Linked DNA regions of Mus musculus: regions 1, 2, 3, 5, 6 and 7 are each linked to region 4. Evidence: chromatin contacts called from public promoter capture Hi-C data. All regions are on one chromosome and are shown on one strand. The core of a region is the stretch at or near the end of the contact, and the rest is flanking DNA. Distances in the headings are between cores, read along the strand shown.

Region 1 (4,316 bases), core at 680-3,179, 1.5 Mb before region 4:
TTTCGAAGAACACATCTTCTCCAGCCCAGCCTCTTGGCCTCCTGCCTGCTGACCCCAGGCTCACAGAATACTCTCTGCCAGTGCTGTTCTATAGCCTCAAAGGCTCCTGGAAGGGAGGTGGGAGCAGGGCTCTGCATTCAGGGGTTTTATTCTGGCCTAGTTTTGCAAGTCTCCACGAGCCCCAGTTGCATCCTCCGGTGGAACAGTTTTTCCTGCCTTCCTTGGCTGCTGCAGTAGAGAGGCCTCTAGAAGCCTGTGCGGCAGGCAGAAAGCTGCTTTATGTCTCCTCTTTGCCTCCCAGGTGTCTGTGGACACTAGAGTACCAGGGAGTGGACAGTAAGACCACAACACAACTTGAAACTGGATACACTGCCCACTCAGAACATATCTTTTCCTTTGCTTGGTAATTGGCTCAGATGTGGGAGACTCCAGCATATGAAGTCTTGACACCAACACTTTAGAGGGCTAAGACCTGTCCCTGTGAATGACTATAGTGACAAGAACTTTTCCATTGAATTTGTTGCTAACATTTGTGCTACCTCCCCAACAGCTGTGCAACAAATCTTAAAGATTAAAAGTAAAATAAAATAAAGGGGGACAGTGGTGAAGTCTTTAAACCCCAGGATTCAATATTTGGGAGGCAGATCTCTGTTCATTGAAGTCCAGCCAGGTTTACTTTATTGAGGAGGGAGAGAGAACTTTGGATCTAAAATGTTCCTCAGAAGTTCATGTGATGTGTCTTGGACTCCAGTGATTTATGCTTAGACACAGTTTTGGAGAAATGATTGGCACTGCCCTCATCAGTGGATTCATATAACCTGATGGTGGAAACTCTAGGGGAATGGGCATAGTTAGCTGGGAGCCAGTACTTGGGAGCATGTCCTTGAAGGCTGTCTGCTTACTGACAGATTCTTGCAGTGTAGCCCAGGCTGGCCTCAAGCCTGTGACCCTTTTTGATAGGTTATTTCTCTGATGTTGGTGAAATGAGCCAATTCACACTAGATTCGAGTCTATTAAAGGCAGGTTTATTGGGAAGCTCTCTCAGGCAGGCTAGTTCACTGGCCTCAGGAGTCGCCACGGGGGTAAGGATGGGATAAGGAAGGGAGAGAGAAAAAAAGAAAGGGCATGCAGGCAGAGAGGAGACAGAGAAAATGTCTAGAAATATAGGGAGGAGCCTCTGGGGTGAAGGGCAGCCTAGCTCCTGGGCTGGAAAGTTCAAGGTTGGGGGCAGGGAATGCCAGATAGGGACTAAAAGGACGCTAGGGAAGTCCGGAGGTCAAGTCTGCTTTGATATGTAAAATATGCACCTCAGTTCCTGGTCAGGTATAAAACCAAACACTTTTTTCCTTTAGCTTCCCAAGAGCTGGTATTACAAACAGGCTACCACACATAATTCATTTACAACATTACTGTTATTACTTTGACAGGATCTATTTAGCTTGGGCTGGTCTCGAACTTGCAGCCATTGTGATACTCAAGTCTTCACATTGGTGGGATTCCAAGATGTCTGCCGCCAGGCCCACCTGGGCACTTCCATCAGCAGGGATTCTGACAGTTCCTGTGAGAGAAAGAAACAGATCCCAACACAATAGGTTGGGATCTCACTCTAGATAAAGAGCAGACACAGCCCCAGGCCTTCCCCCACCTTGTACGTGCGCCACCAGCCATAGGCAGAAGTTGGTCCTTGCATGTGGTCCTTTGATGGCTAGGATGGCTAGGACCAGGACCATCCTAGCACACCTGGCTAAGCGTGTGATCACGCCCCTTTAGGGCGGAGCCTAAGCCATCACCAATCAGCGTCGCCGGAGGAGGGCCGCGGGTGCCCTGCGGAGCCCGCAGTTCCTGAGACCTGAGCGCTCGGAGACGCGGTGACACGGCGCGGGACTGGCGCAGAGCTCTCGGGCTCCTCAGCCTCCCTCCCCTCCCCTCCCTTCGCTGTCTTCTCCTTCTCAGCCGGACCGGAACTATGTGATCCCGGAAGTTCCGGGGCCATTGCTGTGTGGGATAAACAGTAATGGCGGAGGCTGCGGCTCCCGGAACAACAGCCACAACATCAGGAGCAGGAGCGGCAGCGGCGGCGGTGGCAGCGGCCTCCCTCACCTCTATCCCCACAGTCGCTGCCCCGTCCCCGGGGGCGGGAGGAGGGGGCGGCGGCAGCGACGGCAGCGGCGGCGGCTGGACGAAACAGGTCACCTGCAGGTAGGACGTTGCGTGGCGCGGCGGAGGGCGGGGGCTGCGGGGCCGAGCAAGAGGCGGAGGCGGGCGTCGCGGGGTCCCCGCTGCGGCTGTCCGTACAGCATCGCTGCGTCAGCCTCCGCAGAGGTTGGCCGCGGCATCGCTGCGGGTTTCAGACTGCGGGCTCGGACTGCAGGGCGGTCCCGTCACCTCGCCTCGCTCAGCGGCGCCCCGGTGCGTGCGGAGAGGACCGGTGTCCCCGCCCTGGCCTCCATCGCTACAGGTTCGGGGATGCGGCGCGAGCTCGCCGATGCGAATCGGGCTCTAACGACCCTCGGTGCGCCCTGAGACCCTCCAAGGGTCCCGGCGAGCTCGGCCGGCCCCGGGGCTCCGAGCCGGGCTATCCGTTTGTAACGTCTTTTCTGCTCTCTGCGCCGCTCACCCCCGCCCCGCCGGGAGCAGCCGCTTTTGTATGCCTTTGTATGTAAGTCGGTGGTCGGCGGTTCCGAGCTTTGTCTCCGAACCGAGCGTTCGGAGCCGGCGTTAGGCTCTTCCACCCTTGGTTTTATGAACTGCCATTATTATTACTGTCCCTTTGAGAGGCGTTCTTCTTTGCGAGAAAGGAGATCCGACCAGAGAGGTTTGGTTCTTGTTTGGTAAGCGAGACGAAATTATTGGGAAAATGTATGATCAGGTGACAGTTATACAGTACGTATGTTAAAAAATAATTCCCCAGCTATAAACGTTGGAGGAAGGATTGTTTGTATTAACGATGGGAGGGGGCTTATTGAGACAGTCCTACTGTGTGGCCCCGGTTGACCTATATAGTCTGACTGCCCTAGAATTTTCGGCAATCCTCTTGTTTTTGCCTCTCTAGTGCGGGAGTGCAGGGGTGAGATGATACCACGCCCGAGTATATAGATTTTAACTACCAGGAAGGACTATATACGCTTTTCTATCGGCTAAGAAAATTAAAAGGAAATGCCACTTTAAACCCGGCAAGGACAGTTTATTAACCGCAAATGCTAAAGGCAATTCCTAATGAACAACTCGGTGTTGATATTAACTCCCAAACTGAAGAATCTTCCAGTCTTTCCTGTAACACATTTAATAACGTCAGATTAAAGCTTTCCCCTCAGTCTGTTCTTTTTTTTTTTTTTTTGAGGCAAGGTCCAGCTTTGCAGCCTGGTTGTCCTAACACTGTTGCATTGACCAGGCTGGCCTTGAACTTCCCTCCTCCAGCCTTTGCCCTCCTAGTACTAAGGATAGTGTTTCCACCCGGGCTGATATTGAAAATTTAAATCCTTGATTTTTTTTTTTCTTTCATCTACTATCTTTCTCTAGTCTAGTTCTAAATACCCATTACCAAATAACATTTCATAACTGATTTCATTATCATCCTGTCAGATGCTTGCAACTTTATACATTTCTGCTTCAACATTTCTTCTTTCCTTTTCCCTCCCTTACTCCCTCTTCCTTCCTAAGACAGTGTTTCTTTATGTAGCCTTAGCTGTCCTGGGACTAGCCCTGTAGATCAGCTTGGCCTGGAACTCACAGGTCTCTGAGTGCTGGGATTAAAGGGGTGAACCGCTACTGTCCGGTTAACATTTTCCCTTAATTTTTTTATGATTTGTGGGTATGGTTGGGGCAGTTGGTTCCCCAGCATCTGTGGAGAAGTGTACTAAAATTGAAAGGATAATTTTAGTGTCTTTCATTTTTATGTGGGTTCTAGGAATCAAACCCAGCCTTCTTTGTATCAACAAAGATGTCTTGCCGCCACCCCTTTTTCTTTATTCTTCTGAGGAGAATGTGTGAGATGCAGAGGCTAATATAACTGGGAATGGCTTGGGACTTGTTGATCCTTCACTCCTGTCTCTCTCTAGTGCTGAGATTATAGACATCTCTAGATGTCCCCCACAGGGAGGGAGGGAGGGAGGGAGGGCTTGCTGGATGAGGGAAACTTTGCCGATCCCCTGCCTTCCGCTTGCTTTTCCCTGTTTCCTCTTTTTAGTTCCTCAGCAGACTGACTGACTATTCTAGCCTCCACTGAGGGGCTTTTTAGGTTTTACTTTTTTTTCCCTCTTTGTTGTGACAGGTTTTCTCTGTGTAGTGTGGCTTTGGCTGTCCTGGAACTCACTCTG
Region 2 (4,174 bases), core at 233-2,732, 1.3 Mb before region 4:
CCTTTTTCTCTTCTGCCTGAGTGAGGTAATTAAAAGAGGCATTATTAGCTATAATTTTTAATAGATCTTTCAGGAATTTGTTGAGCCACGATACTAAAATTACATATGCTTCAAATTTATTGGGTTTGTGTCAACCATGATTTTCAGGCCTTTCTTTTCTTGTGATGTATGTGAGAAACATACATCTGTGTAGTACAGAAAGGATTGGGCATATAACGGAGAAACAAGTTTAGTTCCAATTCTGAGATTGTGGCAATTTACTCGATTTCCTCCACTAAAAGAAAAAAAATAAAAATAAAAATAAAGGCTAGACTAAACCAGGGAGCGTCACTGCCTGGGGACGGTGAGTTGACTCACCTGTTCATGTTCCAAAACATAAGTTACCCAGGGAGCTTTATTGCTTTCTCTGGATATAAATGCTCACAGAGATTCAGCTTCCAAGTTGATTTGATAATCCTTAACATTCTATTCACTTTTCTCTATTCTAAATTTGTTGGGTAGTTTTATTCCTCAGTTTATCACCTCACATCTGATTCAGCTTCACCTTTGACTAAAAAAACAGTGATGGCCTGTGTTGCGCAGAGAACTCCTAAAGGATTTTTTTTTTCTTTTTGGTAGCATCTCCCTTCCCAGGGAAAAGACGTTTCAAAATTTTCTCCCCACTTCCCCAATTAGCAGAGCAGAGCAGAGCAGTCACAGCCAAGTTGTGTTATTTATAAAAACACCGGTTCTTCATTCCTCTCACCAACCCCATCTCAAGCCTGGTTCCCCCTTGGCGACAGATATTAACGGAATTCCTCCTGGAGACCACGTTCTTCCCCCCCCCCACAACAGCGGCTCCAATCAACACACAGATTTCCAAGTTGCTCTCTGGGAATTTGGGCGCGACGCTTTCGGAAGTTTGAGTGCGTTTCACAAGGCGTTCCTCCACCTCGGGAGGCACAACTGCTTGACGTGTCACCCCGGTCGGGGCCCACGCAGGACGGGGGTGGCATCCTCAGTGGGCGGCTGCTAAGTGACGCGAAGCGAAGCGACCCTGGAGGGCTGAAACTTCCGAGCTTCTCCGCCTCAGAATACAGCCACAGCATCCACCTTTTCACACGGCAGGAACTTCCCCCGCGAGCCTGGGCTTCCACTCGGGGAGCAGTGAGGACGGCGAGACCCGCTCCACGCACGCTCCCGCCGTCCTCCTCCTCCTCCGTCTGCAGTCGCGCGCCCGCCGCCGCCACTGCGGCGCGTGCCCTCACGGCGTCTCCGCCCCCTCCCCGGACCGCCAGCCCCGCTGCGGGTCGCCGCGCAGGTCGCCGCGGAAGGTGCCAGGGAGCGCGCGCGGAGACCGAGAACGTGCGCGGGACGCACGGCCCCGCGCTGAGCGCCGGAAGCAGCCGACGGGCCTCGCGCGTCGCGCGCGCGCGCGCCGCCCCCGCCCCTGAGCCGCGACCTTGCTCGCTCGCGCGCGCGCACTAAGACGCCGCCGCCGCAGCCGCCGCCGCTGCTGCTGCCGCCGCCGCCGCCGCCGGGGCTGCTGCTCCGGCTGCTGCAGGAGGCGGCGCTGGCTGGCGGCTGCGCTCGCTCCAGTCAGCGAGCGGAGGAGCGAGCGTGTGTGTGTGTTTTTTAAAGATGGCCGGAGCGGCGGCGGCGGTGGCCGCGGGAGCAGCAGCTGGAGCCGCCGCGGCAGCGGGGTCGGTGTCCGCTCCGGGTCGGGCCTCGGCGCCCCCTCCGCCTCCGCCCGTGTACTGTGTATGCCGGCAGCCGTACGACGTGAACCGCTTCATGATCGAGTGCGATGTCTGCAAGGACTGGTTCCACGGCAGGTAAATAAACCCCCTCAGTCCCACCGCCGTCGCCTGCGGTCACCGACCAGCCGCTGCCGCTGCCGCCTGCGCCTCCCTCGGGCTCGGCTGCCGCGTCGCTCCCCACGTCCCGACTCTTAGGCACCGAGTGTCCGGGCCGGGTGGAGGCGAGAGCGGGGGCCCCCGGTTGCCCGGCAGGCTGCGGAACGGAGCCGGTGGGCTCGGCCGGCCCGGGCGAAGAGTCGCCACAACAAACAGGAACAAAGGGGCCGGCAGAGAAGTTGGCAGGGGAAGCCCGGTTGAGGGGACGCGGTGGGCGGCACGGCTCGGGTGGCGGAGGAGCGAAGGCAGGCCCGCAGCCCGCGGTCCCCCCACCGCCCTGGCTGCCGCCCACTGCTGTGTCCCGGGCTCCCTTCGCCCCGTGCCTGCCCTCGCCAGCCGCCGCGCTTGCTGCGCTTCCGGGCGGCCGCGGCTCGGTCCGGTCGCGGGTCGCCCCCGCCGCGGGTCCCGTCGCGCCCCCTTCTCTCTTTATCAAACTTCCTCGGGCGGCGGGACGGGGCGGTGGGACGACGGGCGCGAGTAAACAGAGCAACAGATGTGGCACTCGCGAGGTGCGGGGCCCCGTCACGGCACAGTTTGGCCAGCCGCTGGCCCACCCCGCAACACACCCCCTATGGCCGGGGGGGGGGGGCGGGCGGGCCGGGCCGAGGGGACGTCGCCGCAGACCCTCCCGGGCGTCGCTGTAGCGCCTCAAACTTTACAGTGAGTGCGTCTCTGGCGACACCCGGACGGCCCGCCGCGGTGGCCTGGGCACTGCGGCCATCCAACTTTGGGGCGGTGCGGTGGCGGACGATGCCCTCCGATGCCGCCGCCGCCGCCGCACCGCAGGTTTGACGTTTGGGAGAGCTCGGGCCGCCTCCGCAGCCAGGCCGCCGACTCGTGTGTTTTGTAATCAAAGTGTGAGGCTAATAAAGGGCGGCGCCAGAGCCTCTTGACTCCGGCGTGGGAGGGATTCGCAGGCATTTAAACAAAGAAACTAGTTGGGGTTGGGCTCCCAAAGTCCTTATTTGGGTGTTGTGGCAAAGCCTGCGGTCACCTTTAGGTGAGGCAGGTTTTCTGGGCACCGTTGTATGTTGTATCTTGACGAGAGCCCGCTTGGGAGTTAGAGCTGATATGGTGACTGTGGTTGTAGGAAGTATCCTTTGATTGACAGCAGGACATTTAAATACAGCCTCCGCTCCCCCTCCCCAATATTACAGAAACATTGCACCACCAGGCCAGATGTCTTAGTCTCCCTCTACTGGTCTGGGGAGAGAAAACCATTGAAATTACAGGGTTCTTTCAGTGTTGACAACTAACTGCGTAGAGTTTGACTTAATTTTCAAGTGCAGTTAAATTTACCGAGTTTTAAAGTTACAGGACTCTGACAACAGATAGCATACACAAACGTATCACTTTAAAAGAGGGGTAATGTGCTCATTTTTGTAAAGGCAAGCTTCAACAGTCTGATAAAAGCTGAAGGGTAATGTCACTTAGTAAAATGTTTCCCTAGATTTTGATTATATATAAAAGTAAAATTTGTAGATACCAAACCTTTCCAATTCTATGCCTACATTCTCTGCTTCTATAACACTCTAGGCAACCAGAATTGAGTAGCCAACATTAAGTTCTAAAAAGAATAAAACAAGAATTGGTTGTAATTACTGAAAAATTTGAAGTTTCCTGGGCACTATTTGACAAAAATATGCCTCGAGGCTGTGTATTTCAGAGATTAGATAGGTTAGTAAACCATAGATTTGAGGTTTTAACGCTTCTTTTATTGTAACATGGGTTCTGGTGAGTCAGAACTCAGGGGCTCAGGCTTGTGTTGCAAGCTGTCATCCGAGGCTTTGTTTTTCTTTTCTCCTTTGAGACAGATTTTTTTTTTTTTTTTAATTGTATAGACCTGGCTATTCTGAAATTCGCTTTGTAGACCTGGCTGGCCTTGAACTCCATTTGATTGCTTCTGCCTCCCAAGTGCTGGAACTAAAACCATGTACCACCATGCCCAGTTGCAGCTTTTGGTCTTAAATTAGGTGCCTTAATGCTAAAGCATGACAAACCTCAGGTGTTTCCTGGCCATTTTTGTCACACATTTAAGTACTAATTTATAAAGAGCCATTGAAGAGACACTAATTTCATCTGTGGAGGTGACTCAGGTGAGCCCAGGGTCTTTTTGAGCCTTTATCTTGGAGATGTTAATGTGGTTCATATATCAGACGTTAGAAAAGTTAGTCTTACTGCCAGGCCTCGTAAATGTGGTATCTTCTTAGTAAGTCTTATTTTTAAATATTGATAATTTAGAACCTATATGACTTTGGGGGGGGGTCGAGACAGGATCT
Region 3 (4,007 bases), core at 215-2,714, 1.7 Mb before region 4:
TTTGGAGAAGGAATACTCAGTCTTAGAACAGAAAGCAATGTGCCCCTCACGAGGGTCTCTTTCGGATCTGGGGCAGACAGCTCAGTGGGTAGGTACTTGATTAAAGTGCTAGGCAAGGTCTGAGAGCACTTACTTTCACTGCCACTGGGATGAGGTGATCTGACTTAGGCAGATGCCAGGGAGCCTGAGACACACCCACTTCTGACCCACCAAGGTCAGCTTTAGGAAGAAGCAGTTTTTCTAGAAATGCTTCGTCGGCAAGGTTTTCTGAAGGCTTCCGGTCTTTCATAAAGGGCTCTCTCTGCATCACCACGGCCCTGGTTCCTGGGGCAGAGAGCTCCCCAAGTCTCCAGATCCTGTCTTCCTCCAACAAGGAAATACTAGCGAACGCTTTGTACACTTGGGCCACACAACCTGAACCTACAGGTTCCCGGGTCTCGAAAAAGAGGAGGCTGCCCCAATCCTCCCCAAATGCCTGCTGGAGTAAGTATTCCGTCCTTGCCCAAGGGTGGGGGGTCACCTGGACATGCAGCTTGGAGAACTGGGTACAGAAAGCCTCTGAAAAGAGGTCGCGCCGGGTGCTGGCCCATTGGCCCAATTTGATATATGTTGGGCCTGAGGTCTCTGTAGCTTTGAAAAGCAGATGGAGCCAGAGGGTGGAGAGGCCAGGGGCCAAGTAGGTGAGAGGGTACAAGAAGAGGAGGGGGAAGAATTTCGCCAAGAGCACACCAGCGCGGAGCCCTAGGCGGAGACACAGTAAGACGCGGGCCAGAGGCCCTTCTTGGGCCACCTTCTCCACTAGTCCATTTTCCGCCAGGTCACTCCAGTGAGTCTTTCTCTGGCACAAGCTGCCAGGCGCCCCCTCTCCAACACTGCCATGGGCTGAGATTAATTTGGGCAAAGTACCTAGCAGAAACCAACATAGTCTGGCATTGCGAGAGCATCCCAGGGGTCTGGAATGCCCAAGTTCCTTTCTGAACTCAAAGCATCTTAAGTGTGACAAGCAGACCCTGACAGACAAACGCCAGGGGGTCACCATCCTCTCTAGACCCCTTGGCCTAGACTGCTTGTTCTCTACCTAAAGGGAAGCCATTGTGGAGACGCTCCGTGCCGAAGCGGGGATGAGTCGGACCGCGCCCCCTAGCGCAGCCCAGGAGGGGAGGGATAACGGGGACCTGAGCCGGGGACCACGGGTGACAAGCTGTCCAGCGCCAGAGCTCAGAGTGCAGGGAGTCGCCGAGCGCCAGGGACGGAGATGCGGACCCGCGGCCTAGAGAGAACGACGAAGCCTCAGAGGGCCGCGGGAAGACCTGAGAGGCGCGCTCCGGCGGGCTCACGGGCCAGGCTCCCGGGGGGCGGCGGAGATGCCGAGCCGATGGCTCGGGACCTGCACAGAGCGGGCAGTGACAACCAGGCAGAGAGAGAGAGCACTAAGCGTCCGGGCCAGCGCTGCTCCCAGCTTCCGGTACCTGGTTCCGCCCTCTCTGCCCACGACATGCTCCTTAAAGGGGCCACGGCGCGAACTAGGGCAAAAGCGCCTGGGCACATCGAGTTCCTGTGATGATTTAGAGAAAAAACGCAGACGCGAGCTCTGTAGCCCTCTTTTCCGCGTCTGCCTTTCCTCTTCACAGCCTCGTAGCTTAAATCCTAGAAATATTAAACTACACTGAATATTACAAGTGGGTCCAAAGGAAGGACAGATTTTTCAGCTGCTGAGTTCTTGAGTCTCAGGCTACGCTGACTTAGCGGCGGTGTTTAGACCTTAGGGAATGGCTTATACACTTAACTAAGACTTATTGAGCCAAATCAGGTCTTTCTTGAATTTAATTTAATATTTGTTGAGTCACAAGAATATATACTAAACTAGATAGGTAACGATATTATTTTATGTCAAGCCCAACGAAATAAATGAGTTCGATCCGTGGAACCTACATGAAGGAAGGATGTCACCAATTCCTTTTAAGTCGTGTCCCCCACATACAAAATAAATGTCATAGAAATAAAAATGTAGCAAGGGCCACAGAAGCAGTGAGGAGCTGGTTGAATCATAGGCTGGGCTACTTTGGAGAAGAAAAAAAGGGTGTTGGGAGAGGAGCCAAATAAAAGTTCCAAAGTAGGAAAGACTTTTGATGTTCTGAGGGGTGTGTGTGTGTGTGTGTGTGTGTGTGTGTGTGTGTAGGTGATAGAGCATGGGAACTGAGCCTACATAGCCAGGGAAAGGGCTTGCAATTTCTTCTCAGCGCTCTGGAACTTAAAAAGCTGCCTGCCCTGGGGCACCACAGTCCCTACTACCTATCAACAGCTTTTGTCCCTGTGTGGAAAGAAATTTGCACAAAAGTCTGACCAAGGGTAGATTTAAAGACATCCCAGGTGAAAAGGATTATAGAAAAAGAGAAACAAGGACAAGGCCAGGGTTCCTATCACTGGACATGTCATTCAACCTCAAGACACACACCCCCTGGCCATCCAGAAGGCTCAGAAGATATAGTAATTTCTCCAAAGGTAAGATCAGGGCCACTAACAGTCAGGAATAGTGGAGTGGCCAATGGCTCTTCCTGTATGGTCAATAACAGTCCAGTTCCTAACTCTAAAAGATGGGGTACACCCTTTGGGTTTCCCAAGGCAGACATGATGCCTTACACTGCTTTGAAATGTGGTCAGGTGTCAGGCACGGTGCCCTCACTTTCAATTCCAGTAGGAAAGAAGGAAGGAAGGAAAGAAGGAAGGAAGGAAGGAAGGAAGGAAGGAAGGAAGGAAGGAAGGAAGGAAGGGGGAGGTAAGGAAGGAGGGAAGGAGGGAAGGGAAGGAAGGGGTGGGCAAAATCTGTGAGTTGGAGGTCAGTCTGCTTTGTATAGCAAGCTCCAGGCCAACAGGGACTACATAGTGAGACCCTGTTTCAAAAAAGCAAAATAGGGCTTGGAGAGCGATGGCTCAGTGGTTAAGAGCACTAGTTGTTCTTGCAAAGGCTCTGGGTTCCATTCTTAGCACCCGCATGGGGTTTACAGCCATTCCTAATGAACAAGTTCCAGGGGGGTCTGTGCTCAGACCCATATACATGTATAACACTCACACATAATATAAAATAAATAAATCTACCTAATAAGAATTTTTAGAAAAGAAAAAGAAATGTGGGCAGGCACTAATTACAAAGTATCCCCTTTCTCCTGACTCACTTGCCTGTTCTGCCCCAAAGTTGTTCACAGAAGACTTGAATTGTTCTGAGTCCATCATTTTAAGCCATGGCAGTGTACTGGCTAGTTTTGTGTCAACTTGACACAGCTGGAGTTATCACAGAGAAAGGAGCTTCAGTTGAGGAAATGCCTCCATGAGATCAAACTGTAAGGCATTTTCTCAATTAGTGATCAAGGGGGAAAGGCCCCTTGTGGGTGGGACCATCTCTGGGCTGGTAGTCTTGGGTTTTATAAGAGAGCAGGCTGAGCAAGCCAGGGGAGGCAAGCCAATAAAGAACATCCCTCCATGGCCTCTGCATCTGCTCCTGCTTTCTGACCTGCTTGAGTTCCAGTCCTGACTTCCTTGGTGATGAACAGCAGTATGGAAGTGTAAGCCGAATAAACCCTTTCCTCCCCAACTTGCTTCTTGGTCATGATGTTTGTGCAGGAATAGAAACCCTGACTAAGACAGGCAGCTTCTAGGTTGTGACCCCCAGACAACTTTTTCTGGATCTTTATTTCTCCAAAAGGAACACAGGAGGGTTGTCCAACTAAAACTAGACAAGATCCCCCAAAGCAGTATTTTTCAACCTTCCTAATACTGCCTAGCACTGGGCTTCCTAGTGCACAGGACCCCAGCACTCAGGAGGTAGAGGCAGGTAGAGTTCAAAGCCAGACTGGCCTACATTGGGAGCTGCAGGTCAGTCAGGGATACAAGGTAAGACCCTCTCTCAAAAAAGGACTGGGAATTCCTGGAGAGACAGCTCAGCAGTTAAGAGGACCCACGACTCATTCCTAGCACCCAAATGGCTGCTAACAACTGGAACTCCAGCTCCA
Region 4 (3,940 bases), core at 970-3,469:
AGCCCCTTGCAGGGCAGTGGTAGTGCACAATTTTGATCCTAGTACTAGGGAGGCAGAGGCAGGCAGATTTCTGCAACTTCTGATTGAGCCTGGTCTACAAAGCAAGCTTCAGGACAGCCAGAGCTGTTACACAGAGAAACCCTTATCTCAAAACAACAAAAACAACAAAAAACCAAACAAACAAAAAAAAAGCCCCTTGCTCTAAAGATATAAAGCTCTTAATCATAGTGCTGCCACCTTTCAATACACACTTCCTTATGTTGTGGTGGCCCCCAACCATAAAATTATCTTCTTCGGTACATCATAATGGTAATTTTGCTACCGTTATGAATCAAAATGTAAATATCTAGTATGCAAGATATCTGATATGCGACCCCTGTGAAAGGTTCATTCCACCCTCTCAAGGGGTCTGGACCCACAGGTTGAAAACCACTGGATTACATTTGCATTCTAGATACCCGATTGTAATCCAGCTGGCTGGAATACTTTCATTTAGCTATAGACTGAGTGGTGTACCTCTGGTGGGCTTCCTGCAACAATAGAGACCCATGGAAAATAGTTTCCTGTATTTAAAGACTGTTGTAAGAAAAAACTAAATGCATCTAATTCAACAATCCAAGCCAGCAATTGCATCCTGACCTAATAAATATAATTACTTAACAAATTAACTTAAAACAGTTATTCCCTTTAAAAGAGATGTTAAAAGTGTCTGGCTAGCAGGTGCAATGGCTCATGCCTGTTATCTTTACTCTGAAGAAGCTGAGGCAGGAAGATTGCTAGCTGTGGACAATTCTGGGCTGCTACATAAGCCAAACAAAACATACACACACACACACACACACACACAAAACCCAAGAAGCAAGAGAAAAAAGATTTCCCTTCCTCAGTTACTTCGCATTTTAAAGACGTCAATTTGCCCAAATATTTGCAATATTAAAAGTTAAAAACTTCAAGTGTTCTCCCAGAAATAATTACTGCACTTCAAATCACTTTCAACGATTTAAACCTGGTAACATAAGCAAAGGAAACTACCTGTCAAAAACTAATTACCCAATAACACCACAAAAGAGAAAGTAACTTCCAACTACGGCATACAAAACACTTTGGAAGTCTATTTACTTTCTATCGTTTATCGAATCGCTCGAAATAAAATCTCCGAAAGCAGCAGACAACAAAACAACTTATCCCGGTTCCTTTGTCCCCTACGGAGGGGACAGAGAGGGAACTCATTAAGGTAAAAAGCCCGGAACGCACAAGATTCGAAACAGACGGCAGCCAATCTGCAATCAATCATCAAAGAAAATCCCCATCACTTCATCTCCATCCCTTCCTCCCCCCTCCGGCTCGCATAACCCGGGTGTACACGAGCTGATCCAGATCATATGCACCCGGACAAAGCTTTGCGGAGGAGCAGAGAGCAGCTAACTCGCCACAACCGTCAGAGCTCTGCAAAAGTGAGGGACCGCCGAGTCGCTCAGCCGGCGCGGGCCCATTTCACCCCCTCCCCAGCCGCGTGACAGCGGGTCGCGCCCGCCACCTCGCGGGCCCCTCTCACCTTGGGTGGCGAATGGCGAAGGACCACCGGCCGGGGAGCCCGGGGCGGGGGCGGGGGCGGGAGCGGGTGGAGGGGTCTCTGCCGAGCCCAGCGCGGGCGCCGTCAGCATGAGATAGCGCTGCGGCGCGGGCAAACAGCGCTGGCAGAACGAGTGCAGGCAGGGCAGCAGCTTGGGCACCCGGCTCTGGATGTTCTGGTGGCACACGGCGCAAGTGTCCAACAGGTTGAGCCGGGACGCCTCGCCGCCGCTCTCCGAGTCCGGGCCCTGCCGGCTCTCGGCCTCATTCTCCCCGCTCGGCGCCGCCGCTGCGGGGCCTCCGGCCGGAGCCGCTGCCGCCGCCGCCTTCTCCACAGCCACCTCCATTGTCCTGCGGCCGCCGCCGGGGAAGCGGGAGCGCGCTCACCGCCCGCCGCCCCCGACGACCTCCGCAGCCGCCGCCGCCTCCCGCTTCTCCGAGGCCGAACGGACTCGCGGAGGGAGCACAGGGAGGAAGCCACCTCCCGAGTGGCGCGGCCGGAAGACGCGGAGCTGTCAACGGGGACCGGTTCCCGCACCGCGACGCCGCCGCGCGGGCCGATAGGCAAACCGCCACCGAGACGCTCGATTCCGCCCAGCGCGCCCGCCCGTGCCTAGCAGCCTTTCTCTCGGGCCCCTTGGACCACCGCGGGCCCCGCCCCCACCTCCCTCTCCCAGCAACCGCGGCGACTGCGAGCCGAGCGCCATCCAATGACCGCCGCGCCTGCCCAGGGGGCGGGGTCTGCAGAAGCCCGCGAGGCTCGGACGGCCCCCGCGGGAGGTTGGGAGTGGGCGGGGCTAGCCCCGCCGGACGCGAGGACCGCGGCCGCTGATTGGCTCGCTGTGTGTGTGTCTCTCTTCTGTAGATTGTAAAGGAATCATTTGTTAAGGAGCCAGAGCAGGCATCGGGTTCCGCCCGCCGCTATGGCCCCGCCCAAGGGGCGGGGGCTCTGCCCAGTCTACCCAGCCTGATTAATTAAGAAACTGCTTGGAAAACTGCTTTTACTACTGGAGACTTAAATGGGTAAAGGAGTAAGATCGTGGGAGGGCCACGGGAGGATGAAGAAGTAAGTTACGTGCAAACGAGAAGAGACCCAAAACCGGGTTGTATGAGCCCACATTGTGTGAAAGGGGGAGTGTGCAGGCAGCTTTACTCTTTTTGTGGCCTGAATTTATCTCTGTGATGAATTAATGAGAATGATGTAAAGGGGGAGAAATTACAAATTTGTCGGAACTTTAAAAGACCTCAATGGAAAAGGGTGAAATTAATTTTGCTTCTTAAATGAATAAAAGCAGTTAATTTTTTTGAGGACTAAATAAATGATCTGCAAGTGTCCATAGTACCTGAATATTAAACTCTTAAAAAAAAAAAAAAGGCAGACGTGGTAGCACACACCTATACTAATACTCCAGAGGCAAAGGCAGGAAAATCACTACAAATTCAAAGTTATTCTAGGTTTTAGTCAGTGTAAAAGCCTGTCTCAAAAGGGGGGGGGGGGACCTCAATTCTGGTTTTAGAGTTTCAGTATTATATTTCATGTCTTCCTTCTCCCGTGCTTGTTACCGGAAATTCTGGGGAGTCCCATGGGAAGTGCCACCTGTTACTAGGGAAATCAGAGTCCCCTCTTGAGGTTCTTAGTCTCATTAATAAAAGAATTTAAGAAGAGCCTCAAAAGAAGCTGGAGGAAATTTTATTAGAGTTTAAAAGAAAAGAAAGAAAAAAACCAATGCAGGCAAGCTGTAAATCTCAGCAGCTGCCCAGAGGAAGATGGAGAAGTGGAAGAGATGCCATGCCATTTGTGTTAAACAGCCACATGGTTACAGCAGCCACATGGAGGGGAGCTTTAGAGAAAGAGTAAGGAAGCCGAAACTATCAGAGACTGTGTATTAGGCTAACACCCAAAAGAAAAGAGAAGACAAAGAGAAGGTTGGGAGTTTCTGAGACAGAATAGACAGAAATCCTGGAGAATCTCGTGGGGAATCTGGAACTACTGCACTATGGGCCAGGAATTTGGGGGAAGAACACTGTTTATTAAAGAGATTATTCCTCTGTGTCTTTAGCGTGGCTGAAGGTGAACCTGCCTTTCTAAGGGATGGTCCCTTATCCAGGTGATGGGCAGACTCAGCTGGATTAAGGTTTACAGAAGGAGACAATGGCGTGACTCTACCTCAAAGGTAGATTTCATTGGGTTATGATTAGTAGGCAACATTTTTCCTTTAATGGACCTTTAATAAGAATAATAAAAATTACATTTTCAGCCAAAAGCTGCGTAAAAAGCCAAGCTCAGTGGCACATACCTTTAATTCCAGCCTTTGAGAGGCAGAGGCAGGCAGATCTCTGAATTCCAGGCCAGCCTGCTCTACAGAGC
Region 5 (3,772 bases), core at 394-2,893, 1.9 Mb before region 4:
GATATAGAACTTGCTGCTGACTTGCCTCAATTCTAAAATCTATTTTACTGTATTTATGTAAGACTTTGATTAATGCTCAGAAAATAAGCACTCGTTTCTCAATCGACCTACCAAGCACTCAATAGGCACTGTATAGTAATCCCTATAAAAGGTGGCTCTATTGAAAGCAGATTTTGCAAGGAGCGAAATACTGATAGTGTTTCTGTTGTCAGTGAAAGGCTTGCCGAGGAGACATGCCTTTTTTATGAGAGGCGGTCTCTCAGCTCTTGTTTTTTCAAGGAAGAAATTCAGAGGAGACACACAGTGTAAGCAGTTTATCTAACAAAGCAAGCGAAGATTTCAAGGAGTGAGCTGTTCCAAAGAGAAGGGCAAGAGCACAGTAGATTCCCCGTCGTATTTTTTTTTTAATTCTTACATTTATAAAGTGGGTGTCATAGTGATAGAGTAGGGCGAGCCTTTTTCTTTCCTAAGTCACGGTGGGTCAGATCACTTTTGAAGGATATTTCTTCTCAGGATCCTCTAGAAAAGCTTATCCTGGCCAAGCCCACAATGAAAATAATATCGTAATGAAGTCATGGTCTCTGCAGGATGCTGACCCTTCACTGGTGCACACGTAGGCAAATACCCCGGTACCTTAGTTGTTGATGCGGTATGAGCAACCTATCTTCATTCCCAAGGACAGTCAACGGTAAAGGGCACTCTGACCCGCAGCTGACACAGCTGCGCAGATAAAGCTGCAGTTTTCTTGGCCCACATATCTGATTTCTTTTGAGATTGCTCAAGATCTCATGATTGATCTCATACTGTCCGTTACGATATTTTCTTGCTCCACAATTAAGACATCTTGCTTTTAAAAAACAATTGAGAGTTTATCATAAAAGTTTGAGTCTGGGATTGACGGCCCAGGTGTGTACCTTTAATCCCAGCACTCAGGAGGCAGAGGCAGATGGGTCTCTGAGTTTGAGGCCAGCCTGGTCTACACGGTGAGTTCCAAGACAGCCAATGCTACATAGAGAAACCCTGTCTCAACAAACAAAACAAAACAAAAAAAGAAAAGAAAAGAAAAAGGCTGGGGACAGAGTTTTACACTAGCTTATCCAAATGTACAAAGAGAAGCAGAACTTAGGCTATCTTCCAAAACACAATTTCTCTGTGTTACTGCTCCTGTCTATCTCCTATCCAAGAGTTCTATCCCTGTACCCCGAAAAGAGAACCACAGCTCAACTCCTTGATTGATAGGAACCCAACACGGTCAGAAAGACTCTGAGCTAGCATCAAGTATCTTTGGAACGCAAAGAGCATAAGCTCTAATGAAAAGAAAAATGAAACGTGAAGACAAAGGAAAAATACTGCATTTCATTCTATTATCACAGAGCAAGGAGCTTCAGCGAGGAGGGACTCAGCTCTGGCTATTCTCGACAAAATGATGCGTGTGGTCCCTCTAGAACCTTCCTGGATAGCCAAGGCTCCCCCACTCTCAGAACCACACCCACACAACCCGGCTTTCCTCGCGGGCGGAGGCCCTGGGCTCAGAGCGAGCGCGGCCGCTAGGTGTCGCCCGAGGTCCCGCCCCCAGGGAGTGAGAGTAGTTCCGGGTTGTCCGCCGACTCCGCTCTAGCCATCAAGCTTCCGCCTCTCTCCTGCTCTCTGGAGCTGGGAAGCAAGTAAAGGGGGGCGGGCCTTCCGGGGACGCGCGTGCGCGAGGTCAGGAGCAGGTAAGGCAAGCGGAGCGCTGGGGTCACAGCAGAGGGCGGCGGCGGTGCGGGCGGACCCGGGTCCCTAACCTGGTGGAATTGCCAGATCCAGTCGAGTCAGTTAGGGGCCTTCCTGGAGCTTCCACGTGTACCCCACAAACACCCGAGGCTTTCCCCTTATCCTGTGGGGAACTGAACAAACCAAAAACGCACTTCCTTTCTCCTAGTGAGCCCGCCCTCGCACTCAGTTTTGTGTGGGATGCGCCGGCGATATTTGTTGATTGTTATTTAAAATGCAGTTTAGATGATGCTTGGGAAAATGAATGACTCTACTACAGCTTCCAGCGCCGGAGGAGTGCGCGAATCAGACAGCGGAGAGTATGAGTTGTGCATGCTGAACAAAAAAAAAAAAATAAAGTTATCTGTTCGGAGGGGTTCATGCCCTGTGACCCAGTAAAATAATTGGTACCAGTTTTTAAATGCTCTGAGCACGTTGCTTCTCAGTAACAACTCGTATGCATTCCTTGGGTCGTGATTAGGCAGGCACTATGCCTTCAGCTTTCCTTGTCAGTCGAAACTCAAATAATAAGGTAAATTGTACTCCTGATGTTGATAATTGACCTACACTTATACCCACACAAGTGTACCTGCAAGCATTTTAAATAAATAGATCCATGAGAAAGATAAACTTATCTTTTTATGCCAAAAGGGGAAAAAAGAGTTCTGAATTTTCAGATGTGGGCTTTATGTGTTTTGCTTGACATATTTAAGTAATTTGGTTTTGCTTCTCATTTTCAACGGTTATTTTCACCTGTATTTTTCTTTCATTCACATTTAAAGAAACATGATATTTCAAAGGAACTAATTTGTGAGGCTGAAGAGATGGCTCAGTAGTTAATAGAGCATATTGCTCTTGCAGGATCCAGGTTGAGTTTCTAGTCAGATAACTCACAACCACGTATAACACCATTATAGGGCAGAGGTTCTCAACCTGTGAGTCACATATCAGATATCCTGCATATCAGATATTTACATTACAATTCATAAATTCATAACAATAGCAGAACTGCAGTTATGAAGTAGAAATGAAATAATTTTATGGTAGAGGGGTCAGCACGACATAAGGAACTGTATTAAAGGAACGCCGCATTAGGAAGATTGAGAACTACTGGTCTAGGGGAACCCTCTCCATCTTGCCTCCCTGGGAACATAGTCACACAGACCCACCCACAAATAACTTTTGTTTGTTTGTTTTTAATTTTTACCCTATTGTGTAACTCCTAGGATAATTTTATGTGAATTGAAATCTAATTGGCATGTAAATCATTTGACTTAATGTTATATAATTTAAAAGGTTATATTCTTTCATAAAATTGAAATCCTTTAGGAAAGCATACTGAAATCTCAAAACGTCCTAAATTTTTAAATAGCCCTTTACATGTATGTGTGTGTGCTCAGGCATGCAGAGGTCACCTTAGGGGAGTCCCAGAGATCACAGTCAGATGGCAGGCCTGGTGACAAGCACCTAAACTGCTAAGCCATCTTTCCAGCCTCTTCTTTTTTTTTTTTTTTTAAGTTAAAGAAGGGAGAAGGGAGGTAGCAATGCATCCGCCCTAGGACCAGTTACAGAAAGCAGGCATTTTAGCCTGTGTTTTTGTGGTGAGACAGGGTCTCACCATGTAGCCCTGGCTTGCCTAAAATTTCACTTAGAACAAGACTGGTCTTGAACGCACAGAGAACCACTAGCCTGTGCTTTGAAGTGCCAGGTTTGAAGGCCACAACTGACCTCTGTTGGTTTATTTATGTGTTGTTTATACTTAAAGTTTAACAGACCAGTGAGATGGCTCAATGGACAAAGACACTGCAGTCAACCCTAATGACTAGGGACGATTAAATGTCCTCATACCTCCACCTGTGTATTGTAGCACATGTGTGTCCATATATACATACATACATACCAGCACAAAATAAACGAATGCAATTTTTGAAGCTTTTTTAAAAAGTACATCGTGTGTGTGTGTGTGTGTGTGTGTGTGTGTGTGTGTGTGTGTGTGTGTGTTAGTTAAGCTAAAGCCACC
Region 6 (4,254 bases), core at 1,618-4,117, 1.7 Mb before region 4:
TAGCAGAAGAGTGAGTCTCGCTCAGTCACTCTGGACTACATCCCCTTGAGATAGGATCTTCTTGACAGTGTCCTGCAGCACTGGGGTTATATGCAGATGGCAACTCCTGGCTCTCCCTCTGGGTGCTGGCATCCAAACTCAAGTTCTGCCCGCCCCGCCCCCCCACCCCACCCCCGTTCTTACCCACTGAACCAGCTCTTCAGCCCTGGTGGTTGTTGACCAGCTGGGACTGTTTCTATTATTCCCTCCCATTCTGAAAGATCGCTAGCTAGCTCTTCAGTATTCACCACGTGCACCGCGCTGGACTTTATGGCTGTTGTCTGAACTTTATAAGACACCTTTATGTGACAGATGCTGACTTACAGTTTTACAAATGTGATCATAAGCATTTTGATGACAAAGCCCAAGAATGTTGCCTACAAGCGAATAACATTAAATAATTTTGTTTTTATTTTCCATTTTATTAACTAAAGACCTAACTCTTGTGCTTGGGGTATAGCACGATGATATAGTACTTGCCTAACAGGGGTTTGGTCCCAAGTGACACACACACATATACACACACAGACACAAACCATAACCCTCCGTTGAAATTCCAACCAGCTAAAGTTGTCTTGGTGATAAAGATCTATTTTTGTGTAAGTGTTTGCCCAGCTGATAGCATGTCCAGTTGGAAGGCTCTGAATGAGATCTTAGTTATCGATGGTGTGAGAGGTGATTTTTAACGAGGCAACCTCGCCATGTGGCCCAGGCTGTCCTTGAATTCACTATTTAGCCCAAGTTGGCCAGGGACTCATCATCCTTCTGCCTCTGCCTCCTGCACGCTGAGATTAAAGGAATGCCATCACCATGCTCTAGTCCTTTATAGACAGGATCTCCCTGTGTAGGCCAGGCTGGCCTCAAACTCCTGGTCCTCTGACAAGGCCTCCCCACAGCATGTTCACCTGTTCCTTTTAGCCATTCTGTCAGCTGTCATTGCTTCACAACTTAAAGAACATAGCAGAGCCGCTTCTGTAATTCCCTTGTTTGCCAACTGTATTTAACAGTTATTACCCAAGATCTACCTGTGCAGCCAGACCATAGTGGCACACACCTTTAATCCCAGGACTCTGGAAGCAGAGGCAGGCAGATCTCTGCGAGTTTGAAGACAGCCTGATCTACAAAGTGAGCTCCAGGGTAGTCAGGGGTACACAGAGAAACCCTGTCCCCAAAAGGGGTGGGGGGAGGAAAGGAGGAAGGCAAAATCTCAATAAACACTTGTGTGTCATGCTTCAGCCAGACTAAGTGCACTGTGGCAATCTAGATACCCTGAGGGGTCTCCCAATTAAAATAAACATGATGCTAAAATGAAATAAATAAAAGGTCCTTTTTCAAGTATCAGTAACTGGGGGGCTGGTGAGATGGCTCAGTGGGTAAGAGCACCCGACTGCTCTTCCGAAGGTCCAGAGTTCAAATCCCAGCAACCACATGGTGGCTCACAACCATCCGTACACGAGATCTGACTCCCTCTTCTGAAGTGTCTGAAGACAGCTACAATGTACTTTCATATAATAAATAAATAAATCTTAAAAAAAAAAAAAAAAGTATCAGTAACTGAGCACAAATGCCTGGGAAGCCAGTACTGAAGCTGGCATTCACAGGGATCCCACTCTGACGACTCAGAGACCCAAGACAAGTGGTCTATCATTAGACTCCTGAATCAAGCTGTAGCCCCATAATGAAAGGGCGAAAAGTAATAATAAATCAACGAGAAGGAAACTGAAACTTAGTTACCAGAAGCCAAACTTCAGGTAAGTTTCCACCTGAACTATTGCTGGGTTGGACCTTTTGTGGCCCAAAAACCCAAACCAAGGGCTGGGAACTTAGATGAATAGTGGAACCCTTCTTCCCCCGTTGGAGGTAAGGGAAATCCAAGCTAAGTAGTGAAACTGGACGGGAAGCATCCCCAAAACGGTATGAAGATCTTAAAAGAAATCTCGGTGGACAAAACCTGCCAGGTTATATGCGAGCGAGAGAGAGACAGAGACAGAGAGACAGAGACAGACAGAGACTGAGAGACAGATCAATACAACAAAATAAAGCTATAAGTATTACAAATCTCGGGTGGAGAGAAGGCAAAATGAGTAAGACACAGCATCCAATCTAGGATTTAAAGTGCCAAATCTAAACACTGACTTGGGGGCGCACGCCTTTAATCCCAGCACTCCGAAAGCAGAGACAGGAGGATCACTAATGAGTTCCAGGTCAGTCGAGGCTACACAGTGAGGCTCAAAAAAAGTGCCAAATTTTAATCGTAAAAATGTACCTAATGGTGAAAAGAACAGACTATACTACCTTACTGACTCAAGGTCTCCGTGTCTGCCCTGCCTGGACCCGTCTTGTCTCTGAGCCCATCTCCACCCGTCTCCATGCGCTCGGGACCTCCACTAGCCAGCTGCTTGGAAGGCTCAGTCCGGGAGACTGTGCGGGACTGGATTCTTATCACTCGGGTCTTAGTTAACGCCTCTCTCCCGCAACCCTGCGCCATCCCTTCACCTCTAGCCCACCAAGCCGACTAAAAGGCCAGTCTCGGTCCAGGCAAAACTACAAGACCCAGCATGCCTCGGGCGGCAGCGGAGTTTCACGCACCCTCCCGGGCGACTGCTTCAAGGTGACAGCGTCCGGATGGCAGCGCTGCCTGTTCAAGCCGGCCGAACCCTCGCCCCCGCCCGACACTCACTGACGGACTCCACTGTCTCCAGCCGCCCGCGCGCGGCAGCCCCGGAGCAGGCGGCCTCCGACGCGGCCGAAAGGTACCAGACGGGTGAGCGCAGACATACTAGCAAGACTGCAGTTCCCACCCCTGATGCGTCACTTCCCCGAGTCCCGGCCCGTGACGTCACTGCGTCGCACTGCGTCTCTACCCGGGCTGATGGTAGGCCACAGGGGACAAGTTCAAGCCATTGGCGGACCTTAGAGGCTCCAGGTTAACGGGCAGATAGGTCGTCCTTCAGGAGGAGCCCTGGCTGCCTCGTGGCACAGCCTGGCAAGGTGCTCTTGGCTGACCTTACTGCTGCTCCCTGCTTTGGCTCATATAGACGGTGCTTTCATGCATGTTCTTGCCACTGTGGGCCCTTGTTAAAGGCCTAAGCCCTTTCTGAACCACGCAATGTTTATTTTATAACATCGCAATGTTTATTTTATAGCATCGTTGTTTCAGCATTGTTCTGAATGACTAATCAGCCAGGGTGTTAAATTTCAGAACCTGGACTGGTGGCACGGGAATCACCTGAGGAACCCAACCCGGCACACTCGGAATAAGTCGGCCAGGAACATGGGGGAAAGTTCCTAACGCCTCGAGCCTTAGCCAATTCGAGGTTTTTTGGCATTTCCTCTTGTTATTAATGTAATAAGCAAGCAGAAAAATAAGGACATGAGGGCAGTCCAGTTAAGATGCAACACCAAGATGGCAACAAATCGAGACCTGACTTCAGCCGTAGAAATGTACTCGCAGTGGGAGCTGTAACACAAATAGATGCACGTAGACGCGCAGATGCGCTCAGTCTCCGGCCATTAGTGGGGAGGGAATATGAATTTTCAAGCTCATCCTCATAAAACAAGACATACATATCTGTTCCGAGTTACTAGGTCTATAGGATAGCCTACTGTCATCTTTCCAGAAAAACTAATTTTTTCACTCACTTCAGATTTCCTTCAAGAAACAAAGGCTCCACTGGCTATTAAAATAGTCCGCCTTCCTCGGCCTGCTTTTTTCTCTCAGTATTGCCTCTGTTGAAATCTGGATAGACTCCAAACCTAAGACTACTCCTAACCCCAAGAGGTTGTGAGAAACGGACTTTTTTCTATAAACAGTAGCTAGCACACCAACAGTCAATACTCTAATAATCTCCACCTTGTAAAATTATTCAAGTATTTTAATCATCTGGAAAACCTGTTTACACAAAGGCCTTCCATTCTGACGACAAGAGCTATGGACCCCTTCCTTCCCTCCTTCCTTTGCATCTATTAGGAACTATCCAACCATGGCAGAGTCTGAGGTCGCACTCTACCAATAGGATGAGACACAGTCATCACCTGTATTAGAATAACAACTGAACTTCCCGCCCTAGTGTGCTTGCAAGGCCACTGTAAGTTATGGCACATTTTACCAAAAGAAAAATTAATAATAATAATAATAATATGTTGCTTTGCAGGATTACTTTCGCTATGATCTAGTGGGTAGGGGTGTGTGTGATACCAAGAATATTGATTCCA
Region 7 (4,176 bases), core at 729-3,228, 1.9 Mb before region 4:
AGAAATCTCAAACATAGCCAGCAGGAGCAGACAGGATCAGCAGTTGAAGAAAGGCCTTTACTGAGGGTGAGGAAACACACACACACATACAGCAGGAACACCATTAGTTAACAAAACTAACCAACACACAAGGAAAAAAAATTGAATGAGTGGAAACTAACAGAATCCATCTTAAATGGATGAGGCCAGCCATCCTGTGAAGAAATAATCACATAAGACGTGATCACTGTATAGACTGATGCTGATAAGGATGTTGTTTAAAATGGAACCATGGAAAATGTCTTAGAGGCAGGGCATGGGGGTACATGCCTTTGATCCCAGCACTCAGGAAGCAGAGGTAGTCAGATCTCTGGGAATCAAGTTCCAGGACAGCCAAGCGCTGTTACACAGAGAAACCCTGTCTCAAACAAAACAAAAGAGAAATGTCTTAGAAATTTTAATGTTGTAAAAAAAAATGTTATAATGATACATTCTTAGGGAATAATTTCCTAAAGTAAACCTGGACAGTTAGGGACTAAACAACAACAACAAACAACAACAATACCCCAAAACCCCAACAGTTGTGTTTCAGACAAAATCAAGGAGGAAGTGTCCCTTGCCTGGTTGTTGGCCCTATTTTAGTATGCTTAGACATTATGTATTTATGGTTTTTAAAAACTGCCTTAAACTAGCATAGCTTGATAATATAGTCTCTATCTGTGATCATCTCCTTCACTCGAATCTGTCAGATCATCTTCTGACTTAAATGTAGCTCTCAGGGGAATGTCCCTGCTTGGAAGAGAATGTACAATGTCATTGGCAAACACAGAATAGCTATTTGATTGGTGGCATTTTTTTTCAATACACAAGAACGTAATGCTTTGATTCACCAAGCAGCCACACGTGCACTGCTTACCTTGAAGCAAAGCATCAGTTGCCGGGCCTGTGCTGATCAGACCAAATAGGCAGACATCCTATTGTCAGAAGCTTTCTACCTTTCAACTCATCCTAAATGCAATAAAGAGGTTGGTGGCGACCATCCCCCTTTCCATTAATAGAAGTGCACACACAGACACACAGACAACTCAACTCAAGAGTTAAACTGGAAATTCCTGAATAGTGTTGGTAGCTTCTGTTTTTCACTCCTGTTTTCTCTTTTTCTTAACACACTTCCTCTCTCCATTATTTCCTTCTTTGGTTAAACGTACTTTAACCATGTAATTTACATAAAGAAATTGGGTTTAATTTCTGCAACTTGGGCTTCTCTGAGATGATTTAATTCTCTTCTCCCAATTCTTTTTTTCATATACAGTTTGAAGAGAATGCCTTGGATCAGTCAGGATCTACAAAATATTTTAAATTATTTTCTTTGGAATAAAAATTAGCTATGATGCATAAGATGTCTAAAATGGTCATGTGTTCTCCTCAGGTCCTAGTGCATGGAAGGAGCCAATTGATAGTAAATGACTGAAACTAGGCAATAAATACCCTGAAGACCAGCTTTAGATTTTCATTTATACTTCAACAGATCAAGTCCTTTAGGGACAGGATACAAACACCATACTGAGAATTTAGCTGCTCCAAGACAGTTCTATGAAATTTGGCTTGGCTGATGTTTCAACCTTGGCGTTTAAGGTCTTATTTTTATGACACCCAGAGCTTCTTTGTAACGGCAGTAATAAGTACTACAGACTTTCCGGCCTTCTTCCCTCTAGGATTTTAACTTCTTTAAAACACCACCCCCTGCTCTTCTAGTAAATCCCACATGACAGAACAGGCTGAGAAAAAATAGGAAGCCGGAGCCATGGAAACTGTGCGGGTAGAAACGTGTGAGCGCGAGGGTGGTTGGAGGAGAAGGAACACTCCCCTGGCGACAGCGGCGCGAGGGTGCTCCTCGGATGACGTCACGCACCCAGGTGACGTCACGACCGTGACATGCGGGTGACGCCGTTGCCGCGGCGACTCCTCGTCGTCTCCGCCCCCTCCCCCCCCCAAATCCCCTCAGGCTCGGCTGCGCCGGGGCCGCCGGCGGGTTCCAGAGGTGGCCTCCGCCCCGGCCGCTCCGCCCACGCCCCCCGCGCCTCCGCGCCCGCCTCCGCCCGCCCTGCGCCTCCCTTCCCCCTCCCCGCCCCGCGGCGGCCGCTCGGCCCGGCTCGCGCTTCGAAGATGGCGGCGCTGAGTGGCGGCGGTGGCAGCAGCAGCGGTGGCGGCGGCGGCGGTGGCGGCGGCGGTGGCGGTGGCGACGGCGGCGGCGGCGCCGAGCAGGGCCAGGCTCTGTTCAATGGCGACATGGAGCCGGAGGCCGGCGCTGGCGCCGCGGCCTCTTCGGCTGCGGACCCGGCCATTCCTGAAGAGGTGAGTGGCGGCGCCATCCCCCCCCAGTGCTCGCGCGTCAGGGGCTCGGCGGGCCAGTGTTTATGCGAGGGACCGAGGCAGCAGAAGGAGCCCCGGCAGTGCTTGGTAGCCGGCGGGGAGGTGGTTATCGGCCGAGTGTCCCCCTCTGTCTTGTAGCTCCTCGCTACGTAAACACACACGATGGCCCAGGGGGGTTCCCCGGCCCCCACCCAGATGGGATTGGGGCAGTGGGGGCAGAGCTGGAGCCTTTTCAGAGGGGGCGAAACTCTGGGTTGGAGAAGGTCACGCCTGGCTGAGGCTTCCAGCCCTGCATCCCTGAGATGTTTTCCTTTTTGCTAGCCGGCAGGGACGGCGTCGAGGATGGAGCTTAGTGGCCAGGGCAGTACCCCTTGGTCCCCTAGCCCTAGGAACCGCCGTGTGCGATTACTCCCTGATCCTGGGGATGACGGAGCGCATCTTTCCACTCTCCTCACTATCTTCCCTTTGCAGGCCCTTGTCCCCTTCCCACTTTGCTACTTGTTTGGGGGATTTTTCTTTTGACCGGTTTTTGCCCAGGGGATGATTTTTTTTTTTGGTGTAGTCTTTACTTTTTCAGCCCCAAATTTTACTGTTCCGAAGCTTTTCCCATCCTGGTCTCTGATCCCCGAATAATACTGTTTGTCAGTGCTCCCTTGCTGACCCGTAAACCTCTATCCTCATCCACCACCCCGCTCATTTCTCAACTGTACCTACTTGCTTCTAACCTTAGTTTCCACGGAAGAGCATTTTTGCTCTTCTCTTGCCCTAGTCCCCTTGAGTGCCTCTACTTCATTCCACTGCACCGTCACCTTGTAATCCGTTGTTATCTTCACAAATCCTTTTGGACACTTTGCAAGCTATTCACTCCCTGAACCCCAAAGCTGTCAAGATTCCATCAGGTTTCACTTGGCCCTTTGCTCCCTTGCACTGCTGGCAGTTTGGGTTAGTCTTTCAGTGCACATACACACCTCAGTTGATATCCTTCGTGGGTTTGTTTGTTTGTTTGTTTGTTTGCTTGCTTGCTTGCGTGCTAGCTTGTTTTTAGTGGGTTTAAGTGATCTGGCTCGCTCCCATTTTCGTCCCATCTTTCGTGTTTACCAGTCTTTAGTACTTGGCTTTTGGTAGTCCTTGTATCATTCAACTTATTACATTGTCAAATTACCTAATTTATTCTCTTTTCTCTGTATGTAAAACTTACTACATTTACCATTTGGGCACTGTATCGCATAAACAATACCATATCTTACAAACAATTGGCTAGAATACGGTATTTTACAAACAGTTGTCGAGAGTGACTTGTTTCTGTTGATTTTACTTGAAGATAAATTTTGTTTAAAGATAAACTTGCTACTTAAGTTTCCCAGTTCTCGTACTACCTCCTTATCTCTACAGTGTTCTTTTTCCTGCTTCATTATATTTACTTGGGATGTTCATCCTCCACTCTCCATCTATCGTTAGCAGTCTGTTTGCAATAATGTTTGTTTTCCATCTTTTGATACCATCTCTACCCAGAATGTGTTCAGTACCATCATTTGAGCCACCCTACATTTCTCACAGTTTTTTTTTTTTCTTATTTCTTAATTTGAAATAATTCCAACGTACCACTTGAATTCATGCTCAGGTCAGTTTCCATTTGCATTTATTTCCCTCGGCTTCTTCTCCAGTCTAAGGATAACACTCTTTCCCTCATCCCTTTCCTAGCTCCCTTATCCCTAGTTACCATCCATTCCGTCTTGTTTCCTGGCTTTTGGTACTTCACTTGCTGACACTTCCTCTTGTCTTCCCCACACCTCCACATTCCATCTTATTTATAAACAACTTTGT

The links. Promoter capture Hi-C pulls out the DNA fragments that hold promoters and counts their contacts. Capture Hi-C pulls out chosen DNA fragments and counts their contacts.
Region 1: a promoter capture Hi-C map of pre-B cells shows a contact between it and region 4, with 4 times the contacts expected there. The contact joins the promoter of Mkrn1 here to the promoter of Trim24 in region 4. A contact is called at or near these places in 2 of 39 promoter capture datasets (liver and pre-B cells).
Region 2: a contact with region 4 is called in a promoter capture Hi-C map of pre-B cells, with 8 times the contacts expected there. The contact joins the promoter of Kdm7a here to the promoter of Trim24 in region 4. A contact is called at or near these places in 2 of 39 promoter capture datasets (erythroid cells and pre-B cells).
Region 3: a promoter capture Hi-C map of pre-B cells shows a contact between it and region 4, with 3 times the contacts expected there. The contact joins the promoter of Adck2 here to the promoter of Trim24 in region 4. A contact is called at or near these places in 3 of 39 promoter capture datasets (erythroid cells, liver and pre-B cells).
Region 5: a promoter capture Hi-C map of pre-B cells shows a contact between it and region 4, with 5 times the contacts expected there. The contact joins the promoter of Mrps33 here to the promoter of Trim24 in region 4. A contact is called at or near these places in 2 of 39 promoter capture datasets (liver and pre-B cells) and 1 of 9 other capture datasets (liver).
Region 6: a promoter capture Hi-C map of liver shows a contact between it and region 4, with 5 times the contacts expected there. The contact joins the promoter of Ndufb2 here to the promoter of Trim24 in region 4. A contact is called at or near these places in 1 of 39 promoter capture datasets (pre-B cells) and 2 of 9 other capture datasets (liver and pancreatic islet).
Region 7: a contact with region 4 is called in a promoter capture Hi-C map of pre-B cells, with 5 times the contacts expected there. The contact joins the promoter of Braf here to the promoter of Trim24 in region 4. A contact is called at or near these places in 2 of 39 promoter capture datasets (liver and pre-B cells).

Annotation. Positions count from the first base shown.
Region 1 is chr6:39,417,982-39,422,297 of GRCm38.p6, reverse strand. Mkrn1 (makorin, ring finger protein, 1) reads left to right here and starts at 1,929. Exons shown (of 8, transcript NM_018810.2): 1 at 1,929-2,199. The coding sequence starts at 2,015. It overlaps Gm10244 (predicted gene 10244), which reads right to left and starts at 1,920. Exons shown (of 2, transcript NR_152168.1): 1 at 1,646-1,920; 2 at 1,004-1,558. Gm25402 (a small nucleolar RNA gene) reads left to right here; the gene lies at 1-9.
Region 2 is chr6:39,204,081-39,208,254 of GRCm38.p6, reverse strand. It overlaps Kdm7a (lysine (K)-specific demethylase 7A), which reads left to right and starts at 1,482. Exons shown (of 20, transcript NM_001033430.4): 1 at 1,482-1,814. The coding sequence starts at 1,621.
Region 3 is chr6:39,571,333-39,575,339 of GRCm38.p6, reverse strand. Adck2 (aarF domain containing kinase 2) reads right to left here and starts at 1,464. Exons shown (of 8, transcript NM_178873.3): 1 at 134-1,464. The coding sequence starts at 1,039.
Region 4 is chr6:37,869,090-37,873,029 of GRCm38.p6, reverse strand. Trim24 (tripartite motif-containing 24) reads right to left here and starts at 2,219. Exons shown (of 19, transcript NM_145076.4): 1 at 1,556-2,219. The coding sequence starts at 1,919.
Region 5 is chr6:39,808,807-39,812,578 of GRCm38.p6, reverse strand. Mrps33 (mitochondrial ribosomal protein S33) reads left to right here and starts at 1,643. Exons shown (of 3, transcript NM_010270.2): 1 at 1,643-1,715.
Region 6 is chr6:39,591,178-39,595,431 of GRCm38.p6, reverse strand. It overlaps Ndufb2 (NADH:ubiquinone oxidoreductase subunit B2), which reads right to left and starts at 2,867. Exons shown (of 4, transcript NM_001358797.1): 1 at 2,720-2,867. The coding sequence starts at 2,817.
Region 7 is chr6:39,723,265-39,727,440 of GRCm38.p6, reverse strand. Braf (Braf transforming gene) reads left to right here and starts at 1,978. Exons shown (of 22, transcript NM_139294.5): 1 at 1,978-2,334. The coding sequence starts at 2,146.